2 separate regions of the Ovis aries genome follow, and region 2 is linked to region 1. A link is a contact called in public Hi-C data. All regions are on one chromosome and are shown on one strand. Each heading gives the region's core, a stretch centred on a gene start, on an enhancer-like site or on the middle of the called end of the contact. The rest is flanking DNA. Distances are from core to core; before and after follow the strand shown. Region 1 holds the start of MRPS6 (mitochondrial ribosomal protein S6). Region 2 holds the start of ATP5PO (ATP synthase peripheral stalk subunit OSCP).

Region 1 (2,700 bases), core at 148-2,647:
AAATCCCCTACCTCAAGAGCAATCAAAAGCAGGGCGGGGGGAAGAGGGGGGGAAGACAAGTTTCTTCCGGAAGGCGCAAAAATAAAAAATAATAAGGCCACAACTTGGATGAATGAAAACTGGGCTAAGGGCACCCGGAGTAGGACTGCCGCTGAAGTCAGAAAAAGAGAAAGTCAAAGAATTTTTTTTTTTTAACGTGAGAGCCGGTTCTACGCGACAGTAGTCCAGACACAACCGCGCGCGCGCGCGCGCGCGCGCACACACACACACACACACACACACACACACACACACACACGCTTTGGAGAAGGCTTTATTGAGCACGGACGGTTCTGGGGCGGCCGGCGGGCACTACAGTGGAAGGCGGGCGGGCCGGCGGGCGGCGGAGGCAGTCTGAGGCGAGTGGGAGGCGGCGGAGCGGGGCCGGCGACGAGGCAGCTTCGCGACGGCGGGCGCGCGGGGGGCCCCGGGCTCCGGGCCCGCGCTGGCGCGTGTCCTCCCCGCGGACCTTCTCACTGGGATCCCGAGGGCCGGCCCGTCCCCCCACCTCCCGTCGCCCGCCCGCCCGCCCGCCCGGCGAGGCCGCGTGCGAGGCACACACCCTCCCGCGCCGGCACACCCCCGCCTCCCGCGCGCACGCGGCCTCGCCGGGCCGGCGGGGGCCTCCCCCCTCCACAAGCGCCCCCTCAAGCAAGTACGCCCGCCGCCCCGGTCCCCCCGCCTCCCCCCTCAACCTCCGGCCGCGCGGGGACTGAGGGAAGGGGCGGCGGCGGCGGCCTAGCGGGGAAGGCGGGCTCTGAGGAGAGATGAGGTGGTGGGGGAGGCGGTGGGAAGGTCACTTACCCGCTGCATGGCTTTCAGGATCAAAGCCAGCTCGTAGCGGGGCATGCCCGAAAGGACGGCGCGTGGCTTCCGCACCGAGCCGGCTCCCGGGACACCGGAGGGCGGGGGTGGGCTGACCCGCGCGGAGAAGCTGACGGGCTTGACTGACTGGGCCGGAAGGCTCCCGGGCGGCGACAGCACGCTCCGGCCGCGCGAGCCCGGGCTTAAAGGCGCTGGCAGCTGCGCAGACGGGCTGCCACGCCCCCTCGGCGGGCCACACCCCCCACAGGGCGCCAGGCCACGCCCCCTCCTTAAGGCGGCCGCGCCGCGCCCCCATCGAAAAGCCCGGCTCTCAGCGGCGCGCGGCCCCCACCGGGGACCCTCCCCCGCCCCTTTCCCGCCCCACCCCAGCCCCCAGTCCCTGGGCAGGGCCCGCGCGACTGAGCGGAGATGCGCCGCGGGGTCTCTCCGGCCGGAAAACGCCAGCAGCCACCGATCGCCACCCCCCCGACCCTGCTGCTGCCGCGCTGGCTACGTATGCTTCTCGAACCAGCTGGAACTTTCCAGGCCTCCCATCTCGTCCTGGGCGGCGGGCGAGCCTGCCCCCCCGTGTGCGCGTGCGCTGCGGTGCGGTGCGGTGCGGTGCGGTCCGTGCGCGCGCGCGCGCGCGCGTGCGTCCCTATTCCGGGGCGCGAGGGGCCTGGTCCACGGCCACGCTTCTCCGCGCGGGAATGTCTGCGGGACACGGGGTTCTCTTTCCCCGCACCCCCGCCCCACCCCCGGCCGCTCACCCAGATTCTGGAACGTTCTGCGGCTTGGATCTGCGCCCCCCCCCCCACCACACACCACCACCCCCTACTCCGCAGGGGGAGCTACCTGGGTGGGCTGCCCTAAGCGCCCTTGCCTTCAAGCTCTCCTTTTCCAGCGTGGCTGCCCAGGGGCGGCTTCCCGGGACCCCTTCACCGGGGAAAGTGGGCGCTCGGAGCCGGCAGTGGCTGGAGGGCTCCCCTATTCGCCCCATCCCTCGCGGGCTGCCTGACCTTGGGGCCGGCTCCTGGATAAAAGGGGGCTGTGAAGGGCACCTACTTTCTAGGGGCCGTGATAACCTCCGAGTGACTTGATGCTCATAAACCGCTGAGAACGATGCCTGGCACACACTGGCATTTGTTGTTGTGTGCGCATAGCCTGACCCACGTGTTGTTGCTAAGGACAGGCTAATACTCCGGCTCAAACCGATATTCTTTTCAATGTTTACTGGGCGTTCACTTACAGAACTCAAGCTGAAAGCTTGGACGGCCAGTTAGTAACCGTCTGGGATCGTACGTGCCCTGGACGCAGTGCCACCCCACCCCCCAAACATGCACACAGCTCACTGCCCAACAGCCTTGGCTGTGCTCGCCCTGGCACGTGGTGGTGGTGGTGGTGGTTTAGTCGCTAAGTCGTGTCCAACTCTTGTGACCGCATGGGCTGTAGCCCGCCAGGCTCCTCTGTCCGTGGGATTTTCCAGGCAAGAATACTGGAGTGGGTTGCCATTTCCAGACCCAGGAATAGAACCAGGAAGGGAACGGGGGTCTCCTGCATCACAGGTGGATTCCTGCATTGCGGGCGAATTCTTTACCAACTGAGGCAGGAGTTGGACTCAGTGCATCTTTCTCAAGCTGTGCTCCTGATACCCCTGCAACTGTCGCCCCTGCCCATGCTTGCCCCATTAAAAGGGTCTGTAGGCAAGATGTTTGTCAACATTTCAGTGCTTTAATAATAGGGAAAGCTTACTGAGCACTTACTATGCGCCAGGCACCACAATGCGGCTTTTATATGTGTGTTATTGGTGCAGGCTACTATCCATGGGGTCGCAGAGTCAGGCACGATTGAGCGACT
Region 2 (2,700 bases), core at 73-2,572, 200 kb after region 1:
CTGCAAACTCTCTTCCTTACAGAAAGAAAAATGACCAGTCCAAGTTGGAGAGACCTGGGTTCGATCCCTGGGTCGGGAAGATCCCCTGGAGAAGGAAATGGCAACCCACTCCAGTACTCTTGCCTGGAGAATCCCATGGAGGGAGGAGCCGGGTGGGCTACAGTCCATGGGGTCGCAGAGTTGGACACGACTGAGCGACTTCACTTCAAGTTCGATGCATGAAACAGGGCACTCAAAGCCAGTGCGCTGGGACAATCCAGAGGGATGGGATGGGGAGGGAGGCGGGAGGGGGCGATCGGGATGGGGGACACGCGTATACCTACGGCTGACTCATGTCAATGTAGGGCAAAACCACCACAATATTTTAAAGTAATTAGCCTCCAAATAAAATAATTAATTTTAAAAATAATGTTCTATTTATGGGGGAAATGCGTTGAAAATAGGTTTTTATGAATGCAGAGAAACTAGCCAAAGCTAGTGTTGGGTTCTCAGTTTCAATGTCACACTTTACTCAAACACCAGTTCTACTTTTAGGTCTGCTGCTGCTGCTGCTGCTGAGTCTCTTCAGTCGTGTCCGACTCTGTGCGACCCCAGAGATGGCAGCCCACCAGGCTCCTCCGTCCCTGGGATTCTCCAGGCAAGAACACTGGAGTGGGTTGCCATTTCCTTCTCCAATGCATGAAAGTGAAATATGAAAGTGAAGTCGTTCAGTCGTGTCTGACTCCTAGCGACCCCACGGACTGCAGCCTCAGCTAATTACTCTGCCCTACCCAGAAGGAAGTATTTAATCACCAGAACCTCAAGCGTCCGCACAAACCAAGGGGGTCAATGTTGTACTCAGGAAGATGGGGTGGACTGGGGATCGCTGTCAGCAGGAGCAGTCACGGCCCAAGTATTAGGCGTGTAGGGTCCGCTGCCTGAGCCGCAAAGCTGCGTATACAGCATATAGAGAGTGCAAGGACCTGCACTTGATACACACTTTGGCCTGGTAGGAAGAAAGAGTAAACATGCTAATTATGCTAGTGATGAATGTGAAACGGAACAAATGCCACCCTACTTAACCAAATGGAAAGTTAAAACTAGGGGCAATAACTCTATTCTACACTAAGGGCCACGAGGTAACTCAACAATCTCCTTTCCAGGTGCTATCCGAGCCCTCTAGCCCCCACCCCCACCAGCTCTGAGGACCACTCGCTTCTGAGGACTACAACTCCCAGCCTGAGGGAGATCCCCGCGCATGCGGCCTGACGACCTACGCCTACATTTCCCAGCAGGCTGAGCTGCTACGCTGACGCACGCGTGCGCTCTCGGTCTCTCTCGCCGACTCGGGTTTGACCTACAGCCGCCAGGAGAAGATGGCCGCGCTAGCAGTGTCCGGGCTGTCTCAGCAGGTGAGAGGACGGAGGTCCTGAAAGCCAGCGGGAAGAGCCCTCCTGGAGTGACCAGCACTGGACCCCCTAGTCCCACAGTTCCAGGCCACACCTGGGGAGCGTAGCGGCCATTCAAGGTCGTGCGGCCGGGAGAGTGGGGGCGACGCTGGGCGGCCCTGTTTTCCCCCGACCCCTCCTTTCCACGGGATGCGCGCGGGACACAGTGGACGCTGGACGCTCGTTTCTAACCTTGCCGTCCTCCGAGCACTGCCCCGGAAAGGAGCTGGTTGAGAGACCCAGGAGAAGGGGGATCTATCTTTGTCGTTGTGATTAAACAACTACTAGTATTACTGGGTCAACAGTAATAGTAAAGAATATTTGTAAAACATGTTTTACATTTTTAATGAAGAAAATGAGGTTGGAAAGTTTAAATGACTCGTTTTTGACTGAGTAAGGGGTAGAACTGAGATTCGAACCCACAGAGTCACAGACAAACTTGTGCTCTTCATGTTTCACGATGCTTTATGTATATATATCATGACACCTTGCACCTTCCGTAAGTTTTCCCTAGGTGTTATATAAAGTCCTTTAACCCGCTCAGCTGTATAGTACACTCTGGAATTATTTGAAGGTGACCTATACCCTTGCGGGTGCTTTTTTAAACTCTAGATTCCAACTGTTGATAGACAAGATACCATTTTAACAATGTCAAGGTTAGTATCTTAGTAGGCAAGATACTGGGGCCTGTTCTCACATAAAACTGCTGGAGTAGCCAGAGAATTCATCTTCAGGTACCTTTTGGAGTCTTAAGGTATCTCTCTCGCAGATAATGCCTGGAATCGTCCCACTTGTTACTGGAATCATGCTCCGCGGTAGTAACATAAATGCTGAAAAATCTTGTCAGTTTTTGTTTTGTTTTGTTTTTAAGACTTACTTCCTGAAACTTGGGCTTCCCTGGTGGCTCAGTGGTAAAGAACCTGCCTGCCAATGCAGGAGACATGGGTTCCATCCCTGGGTGGGGAAGATCCCCTGGAAAAGGGAATGCCTACCCACTCCAATATTCTCACAGGGGGGAAATCCCAGGGACAGAGGAGCCTGGTGGGCTACAGTCCATGGGGTCACAGAAGAGTCACACACAACTGAGCGACTAAACATTTTCTCAAATTTAGTGTTTCCTCTCCCATACTCGTGTGCCAGCCTCATAGTGGGAAGGCAGTTTTCCCACTCGGCCTGGAATGACTCTTCAGTGGGGAAATTTACTCCTGGGTGATGAAGAGCAGCTCAGCCTCATATAATCTATGTGATGATATAAGGAAACGTAAGAAGTGAA

Evidence for each region. A called contact is a pair of places that touch in the nucleus more often than the background predicts.
Region 2: a Hi-C map of blood shows a contact between it and region 1, with 2.2 times the contacts expected there. The contact joins the promoter of ATP5PO here to the promoter of MRPS6 in region 1. A contact is called at or near these places in 2 of 16 Hi-C or Micro-C datasets (both in blood).

The regions. Positions count from the first base shown.
Region 1 is chr1:122,094,493-122,097,192 of ARS-UI_Ramb_v3.0, forward strand. It overlaps MRPS6 (mitochondrial ribosomal protein S6), which reads right to left and starts at 1,398. Exons shown (of 4, transcript XM_027978027.2): 1 at 1,358-1,398; 2 at 844-1,087. The coding sequence starts at 1,398.
Region 2 is chr1:122,292,602-122,295,301 of ARS-UI_Ramb_v3.0, forward strand. It overlaps ATP5PO (ATP synthase peripheral stalk subunit OSCP), which reads left to right and starts at 1,323. Exons shown (of 7, transcript NM_001165889.2): 1 at 1,323-1,391. The coding sequence starts at 1,356.